Linked DNA regions of Anas platyrhynchos: region 1 is linked to region 2. A link is a contact called in public Hi-C data. All regions are on one chromosome and are shown on one strand. Each heading gives the region's core, a stretch centred on a gene start, on an enhancer-like site or on the middle of the called end of the contact. The rest is flanking DNA. Distances are from core to core; before and after follow the strand shown.

Region 1 (4,776 bases), core at 2,048-4,547, 56 kb after region 2:
TGCTAGCTACATTTCCATGTGAACTCCCAATAAACCATGCCTCTCTTGTGGTCTTCCACCTCCTCCTCATGGTCTGGCACATGATTGTCTTTTGCTGTTATTCCTGTGAGACTCCACTGTCAGCAAGCTGCTCTTCTGACTACTTTTCCCTTGTAGTTTTCACTGTGTGTGTCCCCTTTCTCTTCTTTTATGGGGAATCCAAAGCTGCTGTTGCTTACAGGCACTTTGCTGGTCCCCCAGTATCACCTGTTGAGTACAGCCCTTTCCCAGGGAACTCATCGTTAACTGACATCTCTAAAAGTTCCCATAAATCAGCTCAGAGAAGGTAAATCAGCAGGGGTTTCTCTGCACACTCTGTAATCTGAACTAGAATGGTAAAAGGAATACAGGGATGTACACCAGGGTTGTTTATGAGTACATTACAGATACCTAAATTTCTAGAGGTGTACATTTTAAAGAACAAACTAGAAACTACTTTATTTCTTCTCGAGTGAAGAGAGGTTTCCAAACAGTTTATAGCCTCGGAGATTTTCTCAGGAGATAGGCCACTGTAGGATCTTGGGTTTAAAAAAACTGGCCAACTTCTGGGGTCCTCTGCTCTCCCCCTTCCACCAAGCAGTAGGTAGTCATTCACAGCCTTTTTTTTTGGGGGGGGGGGCATACTGGGAAGCTGTTTAACCTGATCCTGTTGCCACTCTTAACAAATCAAAATGGCAATGTTTGCTTATTAACAAGGGACAGTCTCTCTTCCCATGTAAATGAATCCACTGGAATAATATTCCTTGTTCTGGCTGGTCTCACTGCTAAAGTGAAATCCAGCATGCTGGCAATAGAATTCAAATATGCTTTTCAATGATTAGATATGCTTGCTAGGAATGTATCTAACCATTTATCCCCTTCTGGATTTTCTAATTAATTCTAGCAGATGTCAGCCAAGACCCTCAATATATCTCCAGTATTCTCTCCCCTCTTCAATTCCTCTACTACAAATGTACATAAATATCTAGGTAAATGGTATTAAAACCAAAACAGGAAAGCACAGTGAACAGCACCACAAATTTCTCCAAATCCTGCCTCTTTACATCAGTTCTGTCTTCACAGGGCAACGTGCTGTGGGGTGACACATGCAGAGGTTCCCAGCACCGAAGACTGGCCCTCTTAGGGATGGCTCTCCACAGTGCCGTTTCTGAACAGAGCTACTCTCCTGACCTTCCAAATCAACCTGCAAAAACCCTCCAGAAGATGCAGTGCAGTTTAACCAGACTAACTGCAGCTTTTCCAGCACCTTTCCCAAACCTCAGGCAAAGCAATGGGAAGAGATTTCAAATGCACGCTGTACAACTTATCAGACCTAGAACAACTCCCCTACCACTGTGCTTACTGTTTTCCCTCACTTTGCTCAGTTCATCTGAGCAGTAAGCTGGCAAAAATCCATTTATATTTAAGTAGAAGTCCCGTTTCTTTTAAAAGTACCCTAATACTACATGTCAAAATAGAAGCTGTGTTTAAACAAAAATAATGGCATTTCCAAGGCTAGTAAACAAAAGAAATATGCTGTATTGATAAGTATGATTTTAGTCATGTAATGACTTGAAGAATGCTGATGAGTTATGTATAGAAAGGAGAAAATCATCTTGTACTGCTGAGGTTGCTGCCAGAAACATGCCAGAGTTCACTGCATAACCTGTGAACAGCAGTGAATGCCTGCTATAAAATATTAATTAAACTGACATAGATGTAGATTATAAAATCTACATAAAATAGTTCACAAAAGGGATTAATAGAGATGCTGATTAGACAATGAAAAAAACAAAACAAAACAAAACAAAAAAAAAAAAAAAAAAAACAGATTCCTCCACCCATTCTCAATGTAGAATTCATCTGGTACTGTTAAGAAAAACATGATTAAATAAAAAATGGAGGAAAACAGGATTATTGAAGTTGTTTATTAATTGAATTATAATTTCCACCCATGTGTAATTCAACCACAAAGTTAATGAGAAGGAGTTTGTTGGTTTAGGGTTCTGACTGCTTTTGCAGTTTAGATCAGCTGCTTGTACTTGTAGTTGAGATCAATTCTTCATGAAACTGCACATGAAACACGGATCAAATGTGTCTAAAGCCTCAGACACATGAACACTTCTTTACATATGAAGTACTCAGACTTGATCTCCACCTAAGAAATCAGATGCATTTAGGCCTCCTATAAAAATAAAACCAAACAGTAACACAATTTTCATAAGACCTAGTTTAGGCTATGTCTGATCTGTGAATTTTGAGGTCATGGCACAACAGCATCTATGCTGTTATCCCACCCACAGAGGTGAGACTGGAGCTCCAGTATCAATAAATAGACTAAAAACAGCTCTAGTTTTAAACACTTCCGTGCCTTCTCCCTCATCCCTCACTTTGTTTTAGCCACTGCTCAAAAGCACCTTGTCAGCCCTTTTGCTGCTTCCTCTTTGGCACACCACCAAGGTGGCAACTCCCCATCTTCTCATCCAGCAAGCCCTGGCCCTCTAGAGCTAAGTGTGCCAGAGACAAAACTGCAAAAAAGTGGTCTCCATAGGAGTCTGCTATAGCAGGGGTTACTCCTGCCTTTCAGAGCACTGGTGGTGCTTGTATGGCAGAGGTTCAGACCTACTAGCTGCTGTTCTTTGGATGCTATTTCATCAAATATATATGTAGGTTGCCTAAGGTTTGTCCTCCAGTTGTGTTTCAGTTTGCTGGGTCATCTTAGTGTGACTCAGCTATTTGGCCAAGCAAGTTTAAATAACAGAGAATTACAAGATTAACCTATCAGAGGGAAATAGTACTGTTTGTCATGATTAAAATCTCCCTAGGAAGCTCAGTATATCTCTTATTTACATTTGTTTGTACGTGAAGAAAGACCGTACTCACGATGAGCAAGCATAAACAGAGCACACTCAGAGTACAACTTAAATCATGCTTATTACAGCTCATCGGCTTATCAGGCCGATGACCTGATTTTGCTGTGTAATGAAAAACTGATCTTTCAAATAATAAACATTCAGTCATGCAAAATAAAATACAAGGTGTAAAGATAGTGTATCACAACCAGAGCTCCCTCTTATAAACTGGAGAGTCCTAAGGAGGTGAAATTCCACATTTTATCAAAATCCATCAGGCTACAGTGCCTTGCTGCGTACAGAGACAATATGCAGCAGCTTTCTGCTGACCAGTAAGCCAGGTCTCCTCTGGGAGTAGTACACCATTACTGCAGTGTTAGGCAGGGACCATTCAGAGCCTTACTATTGCAGTTGGAGCCAAACCTCCACCAAGTTTTCCCGATGACAATGAAGGAGCCGGGCCCCATCTTGTGGACATTTCCTGGAGTGAGTAGGGCTGTGACAGCTGCTAACCACAGCGCTTGTAATGCAGTGCTGAAAAGTTAGCTCTGATAAGGATCAGCATCAGATCTTGCCTAAAATAGAGATTTACGTCTGGGCTGGGCAGCTAGGATTTACATGAAGAAAGCTCCTCCTTTCTCTCGAGGCAAACCATCCTCTCTTTTCTGCAGGTGTGGGGAACCCTGCCCAAATTAAGGGTTTCAAAGACCTGGAGAAGAGTTTACACACTGCCTGCAAGCTCCGTACTCATGCACTGGGGAAAGGTAGATGCAGGCAGATGAGAATGAACAGGAATGAAATGAGGGCACCCATCACCACCAAGGTGGACCAACCAAGCCTGGCAACAATTTAGCCCAGGCACCAGAAGCCACAGCATCCATAGCTGTGGGCTGTGAATGGCAGGAGAGCCTGGCTCCCCAGCAGGGCTTGAGAAGCCCTGGGCTGGCCACAACGGCTCAGACAGAGCGCGTTTGGGGAAAAGTACTGGGAGTTTTCCACATCTCTTCTGTAAAAGCTGCTCGCATAACCTGCAGCTCTGTGTCACACATGCTATGCCACAGCTGCAAAACCCAGCTCATCAGCTCCAGCTGAGGGGGCTCCCACAAAATGTATATTTTGCTTTCCCAACTACCTCAGGTTTTTTATTTTCTTGATAAGCAAAAAGTCTTATCATGCTCACACACACACTCATTTACTACCAAAACCATGTTAACGTGTGGCACTGTCTTCACCAGCCTGCAATATTTGGAGGATTTTTCTGAGGCTACCTAAGAACATGGTGACAGCAGCACCAAAGCCCAAAGCTCTCCCCTGGGAAGCGTGAATGCTGCAGGACCAGGGCCAAGATGTTCAGCTGAACATGACAAAGCTGGTGACTTGGTATGGCTGCAGGTATCTGGGGTGGGGAGGCCAGGAAGGGCCCCAGAGCTGCTCTGGGTTGGGGCTGAGCACGGTGTTCACCTTGCAGTAGTGTTGTTGGACACACTCAGCCCTCTGAGGTTTGCAGAGAAATGGTGGGAAAATGCATGGGAAATGGGAAAATGCATGGGCAATTCTGTTCAGTACAGCAATACATGTATATCTGAAACAAATATGTTTGAGATAATAAAAGTATTGTCTTCATGCATGCAAAAACAGGGTGTCTTCATGACAGCACCTGTGACTCCTCATAACGAAATAAAAACTGTAACTCAAGTAATGCCAAAATGAAAAGTCATACCCACAAGGACAGAAGAATGGATAAGTAGTTTCATTACTATTGATATCATAATGCAGAATAATGAAGCAAATACAAAGCAAGATAAATTCAAGCAACTTTTTAATGTCTAAAAGTCCTTTAGTCCAACTTTGAGCTCACAATCTTCTGTGAGTCTTGTAAAAAATAAAGAACTATAAGTTAAAATGT
Region 2 (4,449 bases), core at 1,375-3,874:
GAATGTTCTTAGGGAAAACTTCTTGAATGTATGGGGAAGGAAGAAAAAAGCATGGATAATGCATTAATAGAATTTTGTAGGTCATTTTTCCATTGCTCCTGCAGCTAATTCCTTTATCTGCCTGTGAGCTAAGTCTGCAGATTTTCATTTTAAGAGGTCTTCTGTCCCTCTTCAGTGAAGTAAGCAGAAAATTATTGTAGCCTCTGGTAATTCTTAAATATCTCAAGTATGAATTTTAAATTTGCCAATGAAAAATATCCAGATTACATGCTTCCAGTTCTCACTTATGGTACTGAGTAGGAATTTTTTTTTATATCAAGGCAACCTGTGCTTGTTGCATTCCTGGGTTTTGACAGTCATTGAGTAATTACAGTGTTAGAGCCATTTGAACAGTGGCATGTACAAATATCACATTACAAGAAACAAGCTAGATAACCAGTTCTGCACCAAATATGACCATCTAGAAGTTCAGGGATTAGGAAACCCTAAAAAACAAGGTTTTAGGAAAGGGTTTAGGAAAAAAAGATTATTTGTAACCTTGCAGAATCTTCAAACCAATTATCTGAACACTTTAACTTTCATTGGGCCTGTTACCACTCACATTTAGTGTATTCCTGATTGATATGCAGGGAGGAGTTTTTTTTTACAGGGATATGCATTCAGCCACACATTTGGTTCTTTTCTTCCCAGAACTTACCTATGCTACCGAGAGGAAATGTACTTACTTTATATGTCCCAAAAATTATTTTAAAATGGAAGCGTAAAATTTACCTGTAAGCTGCCTTGCATCTTTGCATGTATAGTTCCTAGTAAGAAGCAAGTGGCAGACCAGAAATAGCATGTAGGTTTTTGGTGTGGGGTTCTGTTTTTTTGTGTGTTTGTTTGTTTTTGCATAGTAGTACAGAGGAAGCTACTTCTCTTGCCTCTGTTAGCTAGCATGTTCTGTTCTAGTTGTGTTACGATTACCACTTGAGTGAAACAAAATCCTTCAGTGAGTGTCAGTAGAGGAAGGTTAGAGAAGTCTGATTTTTATGGTGTGAAAGTTCCAGTGCTGGTTGTGATAAAAGTGTATTTCCATAACTATTTAAGGAGGAATCCTGCAAAGCTTGATTTTAATTTATTAGAAACTGACTACTGTAACTTCTGTTCATCATTGTTCTCTTCCAAAATAGGTTTATCTACATGCAGATCAATGGACAGAACAGTTACACAGTTATACTGCAGCTGAAGTCTGGCACTTGGAATTGATTCACCGCTGTAATTGTGACTAAAATCCCATAAATCCATTGGCTCATGTAGAGCCAGCTCTTACTTTGCTTAATAGCTCCGAATGAACGTGGCTATAGCTAGGACTTGCAAGGAGTAGTTTAATTGTACTGGTGAGATTGTACATAGGATGAACAGGAAGTGAGAAAATGGTTTGTTATTTGTGTTTCATTAGTTCTTCCCTTCAAGTCCTTGCCCGTAACAGTGAATTCCATGACCAAATTATTCAAAAGCTTCACCTCTTTCAGTTATATAGTCTTTTGGCACGGCATAGATGATGTGACCTATTTAAAATGGGAGATGCCCAGAAGTAAGGCAGTGCTGGACACTGCTTCTCTTGTTCTGAGTTTGGTATTCTGACCAGGAGACGTGAAGGAGGGCAGGCTCTGCAAGCAGCACTGCCACTGGAGGGGAGAAAGCTGTGGCAATGCTCCACAGGTTGTATATGGAATCTGTTCACAGCAGCTTGGAGCCTACAGTTTGTGTACACCAAACTGTTCCCACTATCAAAAAGATCTGCAGCATGTTATGCTGGTAGTTTCTAATGATATGTGAATTGAAATCTGGCCAGATTTACATTGTGGTTTTTAACATTTTTTTTTATTATTCCTGGGAACATATTTCTTCTGTAGTAAACTGCCTAATTGAGAAGTCTCTAGAACAACATGGAAGAGTCCAAGAATTGCAAGATCATGTGTTTTTGTTAATCTGACTGAAGGGAATAAGACTTTGTGCTCTGTATATAAATATTAACCTTCAGTCAGACCTCAGTATTGAAAGTTTGAAGTTCAGTGGTGGAATGCTGGAAAAGAATCTAAAAATGAAGAATTACTCTTTTATTAGAGACTTTGATTTTCAACATTTAGTATCAGTTACATTGTTATTTAACATACCTTAGTTACTTGAATTTAATGTATTAGTTGTTTAACATATTTAGTTGTTATTGTTGCATAGGCAGTTAATTGGAGGACAAGCAACGTGCAACTGAAAACATTAACCCAGATGAATGGAACTGATGCAGCTCAAACTGGTACAATCTCAGGGCTGATGTAAATGGATTTGTGCTTTACCAGGGCTGTGGGAGTAGCAGTATTGTGAGTTTGTGACTAGGGCAGACCACCGCACATGGAGTGGAGGAGACATCTGAGTGATGATAAAGCTGTGGCAGACAAACACAGACGTTTAAATTAAGCATGCTGTGTCTGTAAACATTAGTACTTTCGGGAAATGAAAGCCTTGCCTAGTGTGTGTATTTGGGGCTGAGGATCTCAGGTACCCCATGTTCTCTTCAGGTCCTACTGCTGCTTTACACCAGGGAAAACACGAGGTTCGCCACTGGAGGGCGATGAATGCACACCCGTGTTGAAGGGACTGCGGACATGGTTAAAAGCCAGCTGAAGGAGCCGAGCAGCTCTGCCAGCATCACCCACATGGCATGCGTTTGTCAGCAGCAAGAGCTGAATCTTTGTCAGGAGCTCAGTTGCTTCGACTGATTTCATACATGTCCCACGTGCCTTCTTAGACCCAGTTTTCCACATTGTCCTAGGGCCCTCACCCCAGCCCCTTGCTTTGACAATAGTTGTGCTGCCAACTGCCTTTCTCCAGACTCACTTCTCAGCCTTTCCTGCTGTGCTCCTGAGGGCCTGAGCTCCTTCCCTCCTCCCCTCTCTGCTGGTGTTGGCAGGTGCACGAGGTGAGGTTGCCCAGAGCCCTGCCCGCAGGTTCCCCCATCCTTCAGTCACACCCAGCCCGTGGCAGCCGCTGCCTGCTGTTGGTCCAGGGCCAGGCCTCGGGCTTTGGGCGCGTCCTGGTGATTCAGCTTAACTGGGGCTGAGAAGATTTTTTCCAGGAACAAGGTTATGCAGAGCTGTGAAACAACATTCTTGGTTTGCTGCAAACTGATGCTTTCTAGTACAAACATATTTTCCTACACTTAAGAAAAAAATTGCTGTCTTTCAAGTTGTCCTTTTCTGACTGTTCTGCGCAGGGAAGGGAGGTCATGACATGAGCAGTTCCAGTCTCAGCAATCCCACCTGACAAACAGGCAAGCAACCACAACCAGGATCCTAAATGGAGCCAGTCCAGCAGTCTTGCTAAGCAGATCCTGGCTTGATCAATTTTGCTGTACAGAACAAGTCAGGTAAACTTCCCTCCTCTGTTGCTGCTGTGCCACACACTGTTAAAAACTGCTGTTGTAGTGGCTGTGGCCGTGACAACCCCTGACTGAACCCTCACCATCACCCGAAGAGGGATGATTCAGTTGTGAGGAACTAGCCTCGTTTGTCCTCTCTGCGTAGAAGCACCTCTCCATTTCACAGCTTGGAGGGTTTCCCGGGAGCTCTCTGCCAGGGAACATTTCTCGCCATGTTAAAGAGCCAATTAAATGGACTGACAGTGTTTGCTTTGTAAACAAGTCCTCTCTGTGATACAAGAGAGACGTTTGCTGAACACAAATGTTTGGAGGGTAAAGCACTAGTGTGTGCTCTGCAAGACACTGAGCCTGGGACGTGTGCTAGAGTCTGCATCTCCATGAAGCTTCTCCCTAGGGTATTCAGGAGTGGTCTCCGTGCTCTGGTGAGGCTCCTGGTGCGCAGCGTGGGCACTGAAAGGAACAGCTCTCTGCCAGCCGCCCGGTGCCTAACTCCTCTCTGAAGGTGGGACGCTGCTCTCAGGGCCCTGACGGCCCTCCCCTTGCTTCCCTCCCAGAGCTTTGGCCGCTTGTGTCAAGGCACAGCTCTGCCACCTTGAGGTGGGCTGCTGGGAGAAGTGCAAGGGGTGAGGAAGAGCTGGGAGAAACCCTGGGAGATGCCCTCCTCCTTCCTCTCAGGAGCTTTCTCTCTCAGCCTGCTCCTGCTGCTTCCTGACAATGGCCACACATCAAGCCCGCGATCAGTACTTGCTCTGCCTGATGTCTCTTGCGAGGGAATGAAGCCTTAACGCCAAAGACAAGTTTGGAGTGACAGAGGTTGAAAGGGATCACGAGTGTCAAATGATTCGAGGAGAGACATTTTCATGCTCTCTTTCTCTGAGGCGAGCAGACTGAATAGAGAAACTAGATAAGGAGATAAACAGAGAAAACCAAAGCAGATGGAGGTGAATGAGCAAATATAATCCAATAATAATAATGAGCTAATGTCAAAGGTTAATAATAAACCCTAAAATAAATATAAACCAAATATTTAA

What was found. A called contact is a pair of places that touch in the nucleus more often than the background predicts.
Region 1: a contact with region 2 is called in a Hi-C map of subcutaneous adipose tissue, with 2.0 times the contacts expected there. The contact joins two enhancer-like sites. A contact is called at or near these places in 4 of 8 Hi-C or Micro-C datasets (F1 follicle, liver, skeletal muscle and 1 more).

The regions. Positions count from the first base shown.
Region 1 is chr2:75,382,239-75,387,014 of IASCAAS_PekinDuck_T2T, forward strand. LOC101802880 (carboxymethylenebutenolidase homolog) reads right to left here. Exons shown (of 6, transcript XM_005026098.6): 6 at 4,673-4,776. It overlaps LOC140001919 (a long non-coding RNA gene), which reads left to right. Exons shown (of 3, transcript XR_011807711.1): 3 at 1,102-1,932. Among named protein-coding and RNA genes, the nearest start is that of CMBL, 11 kb to the left of the region's middle. Within about 2 kb of position 3,298, at least 4 of the 8 cell types and tissues checked have an H3K27ac peak or open chromatin away from gene starts, as enhancers often do. A contact at or near this core is called in subcutaneous adipose tissue, where this site is marked.
Region 2 is chr2:75,326,972-75,331,420 of IASCAAS_PekinDuck_T2T, forward strand. No RefSeq gene overlaps it. Among named protein-coding and RNA genes, the nearest start is that of CCT5, 9.8 kb to the left of the region's middle. Within about 2 kb of position 2,625, at least 3 of the 8 cell types and tissues checked have an H3K27ac peak or open chromatin away from gene starts, as enhancers often do. A contact at or near this core is called in subcutaneous adipose tissue, where this site is marked.